2 separate regions of the Ovis aries genome follow, and region 1 is linked to region 2. A link is a contact called in public Hi-C data. All regions are on one chromosome and are shown on one strand. Each heading gives the region's core, a stretch centred on a gene start, on an enhancer-like site or on the middle of the called end of the contact. The rest is flanking DNA. Distances are from core to core; before and after follow the strand shown.

The links. A called contact is a pair of places that touch in the nucleus more often than the background predicts.
Region 1: a contact with region 2 is called in a Hi-C map of blood, with 6 times the contacts expected there. The contact joins two enhancer-like sites. A contact is called at or near these places in 12 of 16 Hi-C or Micro-C datasets (blood, hypothalamus, liver and 5 more).

The regions. Positions count from the first base shown.
Region 1 is chr9:15,733,217-15,737,405 of ARS-UI_Ramb_v3.0, forward strand. No RefSeq gene overlaps it. Among named protein-coding and RNA genes, the nearest start is that of DENND3, 25 kb to the left of the region's middle. Within about 2 kb of position 1,620, at least 4 of the 54 cell types and tissues checked have an H3K27ac peak or open chromatin away from gene starts, as enhancers often do.
Region 2 is chr9:15,680,618-15,684,792 of ARS-UI_Ramb_v3.0, forward strand. DENND3 (DENN domain containing 3) reads right to left here. Exons shown (of 23, transcript XM_027972832.3): 11 at 3,797-3,900; 12 at 3,082-3,281; 13 at 850-1,371. Among named protein-coding and RNA genes, the nearest start is that of DENND3, 27 kb to the right of the region's middle. Within about 2 kb of position 1,609, at least 3 of the 54 cell types and tissues checked have an H3K27ac peak or open chromatin away from gene starts, as enhancers often do.

The sequences.
Region 1 (4,189 bases), core at 370-2,869, 53 kb after region 2:
TACCTGGGCCCCTCACACTCTAAATTCAAGCCCAAGGGGCTGCCAGTGGTGGCCCATTCATTCCGCAAATTCTGCGTGTGCATCAGCTGTGAGGGGGCCTTCCCAGGGTGAGGGGGCGGCGGAGAGCAGGCTGAGGAGGGTCCCGCCCTGGTAGGGGAGACGAGGACCAGAGACTTGGCATTGACGCTCACAGTTGGGAGGATGCTTATACTAAGTCTTGTGACTGTCACAGCATAGTAAGCGGTGCATTCCTATCCCCACTCAGCAGCTGGGAGATGAGGCCCCAGAGTGTGGGAGTTCCCGGTTCACATGGCGCCAGTACAGCTGCTACACGGCTCTTAGGGCCTGCCTGCTGTGTCCCCTAAAGTGAACGCCATTCAGGCAGGTCTGACTCTTCATGACCCCATGGGCTATACAGTCCATGGAATTTTCCAGAATACTGGAGTGGGTAGCCATTCCCTTCTCCAGGGGATCTTCCCAACCCAGGGATAGAACCCAGGTCTCCCTCATTGCAGGCGGATTCTTTACCAGCTGAGTTACCTGGGAAGCCCCTAAAGTCTGTGCCAAAAGTTGTGTGTCCCCTAAGTTCTGTGCCAAAACCCTAACCCCCATGGAATGGTATGAGGACATGGGACTTTGGAGCAGTCATAGGTCAGGAAGGCGGGGCCTCCACCAAAGAGGAGGAGGAGCTAGCCTGAAGGGGCTCACCAAACCCGGCCATGAGGGGAGCCTGACTGTGGGCTGCTCGTACCCAGGACGGGGCAAAATAAACATTGTTGCTTAAGCCCCCAAGTCTGTGGCATTCTGTTACAGCAGCAGTGTCCGAGCCAGCCTATGGACCTGGGAGGTGTGAACCAGAGTTTGTGAAAAATATGTCAAATAACAGTGTGTTAGATGGTGACACGTGCAGAGCCAAAAAGCAAAGCAGGAGGGAGGAATCTATCTGTGTGTGCACATGTGAGTGTGTACACATTTGTATCTGTGTGTATATGTATGTGTCTCTGTGTTCACACACGCCTGCTTGTATGCGCGTGTGTATATACGTATGTGTCTGCCTGTGTATGTGCCCGCATGTACATCTGTGTGTCTGGCAGTGTGTGCATGTGTGTCTATGTGTGTGCATTGATGTCTTGTGTATGTGTATACATATGTGGCTGCCTGTGTGCACGTGTGTGTGTGTGCATGCGTGTTCACAGACGTGTTGGCAAGCTTGGTTGAGGGATTCAGGAACTTGATCTCGGGGCTGGCACTGGCCCTCCGGGGACGCTCCCTCGTGCCCCTGCTCATGCCTGGGGTCTCTCCCAGGCCCTGGGGGCAGGCTCTGCACCTTATTCACTTCTGGGCTCTCATATGCCTGGCAAGGGCATCTCACAAGCTCTCCATCAGCCTCGTGCTGGAGGGGGTGTGTGGACGGCCCCTGACAGCGGGGACCGGTGCAGACGAGCATCCGTAGGGCACCTGCCGCTCGGGGGCATTGTGCTGGGGCCCTTGGGGGCGTCTCATTCAATCACCCTGAGAACCCGAGGAACCTCACCCGGCGGCCTGCCAGATGGGGAAGTGGGGTAACGTGACCGAGGTTGCAGAGAGCAGGCTTCCGCTCAGCAGCCACCCCTCCCGGACCTGGGCACGTGGACCTGGCAGCCCGCCACCTTCCTGCTGTGGCACAAGAACCAGGCCCGCAGGCGGCCCACTCCTTCATTCATTCACTCCTTCATTCTCCCGAGGGGCGCACCCTGAGCCCAGAGGGGGCAGACAGTGCCGCCGGGACTCAGTCGGACCCCAGGCAGGCTTCTGCATCTGTGACTGGGGGCCCAGAACGCCCCCTGGGAAAGCTGCCCTGGGGCTGGGGCTGCACCGGATCCTCCTCTTCCCCCGGTAGGATCATAACCACACAGCCCCCAGCTGGCCCTTTCAAGGCCTGGGCGAAGGCCTTGACCCCTCCCTCCTGTCCTGGGTCTGCAGGGGAGCCTTGGGCCACCCCTCACCCACCCTACAGGCCTCCTCTGAAGAGGAGGTGCCCGACCGCAGAAGCAGGTGCCCTCGGATGGGCAAAGTCGGGAGGGTCTCAGAATGGGGAACCAGAGCCCAGAGGAGGGCAGTATGTCACCCACACACCCAGACTCACCCTAACAGCTGGGCTTCGCTCCGGGGCAGATGGGACTGCGCCTCGGTGCACTGGGCCGGGAAATCTGCCGTGTGGTAGCCCCTCCTGACCCCTGTGTAAACGACACCCACCAGGGAGGTGCCTGGGGGCCTTCTGCCTTGAGATACCCCAGGTGAGGCAGCCACAGGCCTCCTAGGTGGCCTAACAGTAAAGAATCCACGTACCAATGCAGGAGAAGCAGGAGACGCGGGTTCGATCCCTGGGTCAAGAAGATCCCCTGGAGGAGGAAATGGCAACCCACTCCAGAATTCTTGCCTGGGAAATCTCACGGACAGAGGAGCCTGGTGGGCCGTAGTCTGTGGGGTCACAAAGAGTCAGACACAACCGAGCGACGGTTGTATCTGACTATGCACGCACAGGCAGCGCGCCATGACGTATTGTCGGATGAGGTGATGTCATACCAGAGCCCCTCTCTGTAAATGAATGCTTGTTTTTTCTGTTGCCATCCCCTCCAGTTTTGACAATGCCCAGCACATAGTAGGACCTCAATAAATGTGGATAAACTCTGAATGGATAAATAAATGAACAAAGGATTTTTACCACTGGGTGGCAGTGGGGTTATAAGTGATTTTTTTTTTTTTACTTTAAAGTATTTCTTTGCAAAAATTATATAGAATTTCTAATGTAAGAAAAAATGTAGTTATTGCAAAACCTGTGCAGCTGGTGTGGCCACAGGGGAATGAAGGGGCTTTTGGCTGAAAGCAGTCCTGCAACCTAGGGTCACAATGACTAATGTGACCTCCACACGTGGCTTGGATGTGGACAGAGCCCAGGATGAACCAAGCAGTGGGGAGCTTGGGTGGGGCTTCTCCTCTCTCGTCTCTCTCTCTCATTTCCTCTCTGATTATCACATCGCTGGGCAATCAGTTCAACTCAGGAAGGAAAGCAGGACGGTGGTGCAGCTGGTCACAGCGGTGTTGGGCTACGGGGTACGAGAGATGCAGGGGTCCAGGCAGCTCATTTTACCTCCAGGAACCTTCTCAGTTTTCCCACCTGTAGAATGGGGTGAAGGCACGGACCTCTGGCTTTTATGAGGAGTGCTGGCTTCCCTCCTGGGCTTAGTACTCACCGTGTCCTCAGAGCGGCCCCGTTTCCTTCCCTTTTTCCTGCCCCGCTGCTCACAGGGTTAAGCAAGACTTTGCTGGTGCTTGTTTGCCAGCTGCAAGATCAAACCCTCTAGCAGCTGGCGCCTGAAATAGGCTGTTGCTGAAGCTGGCCCTATGAGCAGAGGAGAGGAGCGTCCCAAGGAGCGAGGGTCCTCGGCCAGGAACGGGGCTCATCCCTCAGCCTGGGGCCGAGTCTCAGCTCTGTCACTTAGCCGTGGGCAGTGCACCCTCTGAAAGTGGGCACAGCAGGGCCCGCCTCCCAGTGCTTTTGACAGGGCTCACTCTTCCAACACGTGGCCGTGCCTAGAGGACCCTCTGTCCCCAGTCCTTCCCTCCTATGCAGAGCCAACAGCTCTGCCTCCAGCCTCTGCCTCTGCAGCCCTGCCCACCTGTCCTCCACCCCTTTCCAGAAGGCCCTGAGCTGGCCCGGAGCGAAGCTGGGGCTGTGCTCTTCTCTCAAAGCTGAAATCAAAGGCTTGAATCATGGAAGCATCTGTGTTACTGCTTAGTGATTTAGGAGAAAAGAATAACTGTGAGGCAGTACCTTGGAGAGTCAGGGCCCATCTCCATGTTAAACTCCCGCTCTGAGCCTTTTCTGTGCCAGATATCCTATAGCATGACCCTGCTGTGATATCTGGAGAAGGCAATGGCACCCCACTCCAGTACCCTTGCCTGGAAAATCCTACGGATGGAGGAGCCCGGTAGGCTGCAGTCCATGGGGTCACTAAGAGTTGGATACGACTGAGCGACTTCACTTTCACTTTTCACTTTCATGCACTGGAGAAGGAAATGGCAACCCACTCCAGTGTTCTTGCCTGGAGAATCCCAGGGACGGGGGAGCCTGGTGGGCTGCCGTCTATGGGGTCGCACAGAGTTGGACACGACTGAAGCGACTTAGCAGCAGCAGCTGTGATATCAC
Region 2 (4,175 bases), core at 359-2,858:
GCTGAGGCTCCCCTTGTTCATGAGGCCGACTCCTCCAAGGTCAGGCCCCTCCTCCGGTCACGCTCTAGCCTCCCAGCACAGTGACAACGTGTGGTAACATGCCTCTGTACACACTGGTCTGCAGTGCCCAGACCAGAAAACTCCTACCCATCCTTCAAAACCTAGATAGAGAGTCCATGGGCAGCCTTCCTGGACAAGGTAGTCATCCTGGCTGGACACCCCCTGAGCTGGCATGCTCTTTCCTCATGGCATCTAATAACACTTCCTGTGCTCCACCCTCCACACAGGCCCAACCACCGTGGCACTCTGTCACAGGGAGACTGAGGCCTGGACAGTGGCTGGTGGGCAGGTGCCAGGCAGACGGCCCCACCAGTGCTGTGCTGCTGTGTGTGTTCCTGGGTCTGCATGATCCGCTGGGCTCCTGCTCCAAACGCAGGAACCTTCCCATCCCAGCCGTGGGCCCCCATGTCAGAGGGAGGGATCATCACACCGTGAGCAGGTCCCCCAGGACCGATATCGCCAAGCTTCCCCAGACCCTCTGCCTCTCTCGACCAGCTGCTGGGTCCGTCAGCAGGTAAAGCCCCCACCCATGAGGCTTTCTGGAAGGCAAAAGTGGCTCAGACAGTAAAGAATCCACCTGTAGTGTAGGAGACCCAGCTTTGATCCCTGGGTCAGGAAGATCCCCTGGAGGAGGGCATGGCAACCCACTCCACCATTCTGGCCTGCAGAATCCCATAGACAGAGGAGCCTGGTAGGCTCCTCAACTGAGTGACCCACACACACACGGGGCTCTCCCTGGCTAGGCCAACCTGCCGTCCAGGGAGGCTCCGGCCGCAGGCGTCTTCCTACCTACAGTCAGCGCCTCGAACAGCCGGTGTATGACACTGGTGTCCTTCACGATGCCCGACTCCTGCACCCTCTTCACGAAGTCGTCCAGCTGCATGTGCTTCTTGGGCAGCTCGAAGTTCTTGACGCGGTCGTCGGCCTTGGGGGCGTCCGCGGGCCTGTCCATGACCTCGCTGATGAGCCGGAGCAGCTCGGGCGTGCGCTCGGCCTGCGTGCGCTCGGGTGCCGACAGGGACTCCACAGTCATCTGGACGAGGTCGGCGGGGAAGACGCACACGTCGGTCTTATACAGGCTCTGGAAGTCCAGCAGAGCGCCCAGCAGCTGGCCCTGCATCAGCCGCACCAGCCCCCGCAGGTAGAAGTACCTGGCCAGCAGCACCGAGTTCTCGGGGGTCAGTGAGCCTATGGCCTTGCTCAGCTGGGCCACACAGTCCGCGTAGAACGCCTGCACGCACTGGGCCACCAGCGGGAAGTGGATTTCCGGGATCTTGAAGGTGTGTGTCGACTTGGGGGGCATGTCCAGAACTGGGGGTGAAGGGGAAGTGAGCGGTAAGCGCAGACCTTAGAGGCAGACGTGCATTCCCACCCCAGCATTCTGTTGTTTCTGGGCCCTGGGTACAGCATGGAGCAGGAACCAGGTACATCTTCCAGGAAGTTCCATGAACCCCACGCTGAAGGGGGCCCCCAGCGGCCTCCTGTGGCACCCTGAGAGTATGGCATTATTTTATTTGCTAAAACTGCTGATGGCTAAATTGAAACATGTGATGCTGAGTCTTTGCTGGAGGATTAAGCTAATAACCTAGAGGTACCTGCCAGGCAAGCAAGCCCTGTTAAACAGCCGTTTCTTTTACCTTAGCAGCAGCTCTGTGCATGGGTACTGTTGCCACACTCATCTCACAGGTGTGGGGTGGAGGTCTCCACTGGCCCCCAGCACACAGCTGCTGCATGTCACACCTAACCAGCCGTGTGTCACGCCAGTGCCTTCCACAGCCTCAACCCCATGGCTCCTGGGCAGCACCAGTGGGCGAGGCCAGGCTGCAGGAAGCAGCTCACCCCAAGGAGGTGGGGTCTCAGTAACAAAGCCTGGAGGATGGCGGAGGAGCCCGGGGGAGGGGCAGAGGGCAGAGGGAGTGGAACATAGTCCTACAGCGAGCGGGCCCAGTGCAGAGCACAGAGCCCCACGATGCTCTACAAGAGAGGGCGTGCAGGCCCAGAGAGGCAGAGCGGCCTGCCCAGGGTCACAGAGCTGGCAGGCAGCTGCGCAGGGGACTCAGACCCACCAGGGGCCTCCAGAAGGTTGCTCATTTGGACACACAGCCCCTCCCAGCAGCGAGGACATGCTCCTCCCTCAGCCTCTGGCTCTCAGGCCAATGCACAGGAGACACCGGCTGGTACCCGGTGCCTCCACCCACAGCACCATCTCCCCCCTACTTCTCCGTCCACTGAGGATGGGTGGAGACCCCTCCCTGGGGCTTTGAGGAGAAGCCCCAAGCACCCACAAGTGGCATCACACGTGACCGGCTTCACTGCGGCTCACGTCAGAAGGACACAAGGGCTCACACAGGTCCAAATGGGTTTTACAGCAACTCATCAGCAAGGGGACCCGAAGCAGATGCTCTGCATGTGGGTGGAGATGCAGCCGCTGCCTCCCACGGCACGCCCCTCCCCTGGCGTCCACCTTCTGAGACCACAGCACAGCCCCCCACCCCCACGGCACGGCCCTGCCCGTCACCACCCTGACCGTGTCACGATACTGAAGACCTCAACTCACCCCCCACCAGTGTTACGCATTTCTATCATCTGCCTTCCTCCCTATCCATGGGGGCAGGGCACTGGCCTGGCAATCACTGGAGGCTTAATAGTCGCTGCACCTCAGTAGACAGTGATACATGTAAACAGGTGTCTCCTCGGTAAATATGCATATACACACATATACCCACACATGTATGACAGACATGAAAACCGTGAATAGCTGCGGTCTTCAGCAGTTGGGAACCAGGTGATTGATGGAAAATACAGACAAGAAATCATTCTCTATAATGAACATAGTTTGCGAAATAAATATTCTAAGAATATTTCAAATAATCAAACTATTAGAACCCGCCCCCCCCACACCACCCTCCCAAAAAAAGGCCCATTCCCTTCTCCTGGAATGAGCTCTGACCTCTTTCAGCAACTGGCAGGGTTAGAACCACGTGACTGGGAAAGGTCACGGAAGGGGTGTGGCTGGCCCACCTGCGCCGCTGCTCCCACACTCCGTGGTCTGTATCTTCCGAAGCGACGCGTTCCGGGGCGGCAGCTCCGGCACTGCGATGTCCTGCAGGTTGGGCATGCTGACCACCATGCGCCGGTGGGCCGCGTGTGGGGTTGAGGACTTCCGGCTGGCCATCTTCTCGATCGTGGGTCTCCTCGGACTCAGGAGCATCCCGTTTATCCTGGGTGGAAAGTCCCAACATCTTACATGTACAATAATGATCAAAGAACGGGCTCAACTGGGCATTTTCCAAGTGTCCAGTATCCCCGTGCCGAGGGAGAAATGGCGGGAGCTGGCCTGGCTCTCCCACGTGTAGGGAAGGCTGAGTGCAGGCCACGCCCCCCAGGAGAGGTCTCACACAGGATAAACGAGGGCGCTGCTGACGGTGACGCTTGTTTCAGGAGTTCAGGAAAAGCAACACAGAGGAGGCAGGAAATGGCGAAGATGTCGGGAGAGCGTGAGAAGGAAGACGGGGAGAGAACGGCCCGAATGCAGAGCTGGAGCTGCTCTGGGGGCATGTCAGTGTCCCCCCAACAGGAGACAGAGCCGCCGGGAGGAGCCAGGCCCGCCAGCCAGCTCCCACACATCGAAATGTCAGACTCCTCCGATTTATCGTTCATCCGTCCAGAGACAGCTGCTGCTTGAGCGTCCCGACCCCCAGAGAGCGGCGCATCCTTCAGAACCTAACGTGCATACCTGTCCTCCTCAGACTGCGTGTGGAGGTCCATCTGGGCAAAGGCGTCCATCCTTCTGCTGAGCCGGGCCTTGAGGAAGGCGTGAAACATGTATGTATCCAGGACCTGGAAGAGACGCAGAGGGGCGGTCACTGCGCCTGCCCCACTGCCCTTCTGAGCCACCAGGGGCCCTGCAGCCGCTGCACGAGTGGCCCTTCCCCGACCCACCGAGGCCTCTGGCCAGCACCTCTAGACCCAAGTTTCCAACACAGGCAGCTTTCTTAGTTCATCAGAATCTAAACTAAGATCCTCCTCAATCCCTCACCAGCCAACCTCAAAGAATAAGACACTCTTTACGTTTGAAAAAAATAAAACCAAAAAATTCGAAAGCCCAAACCACT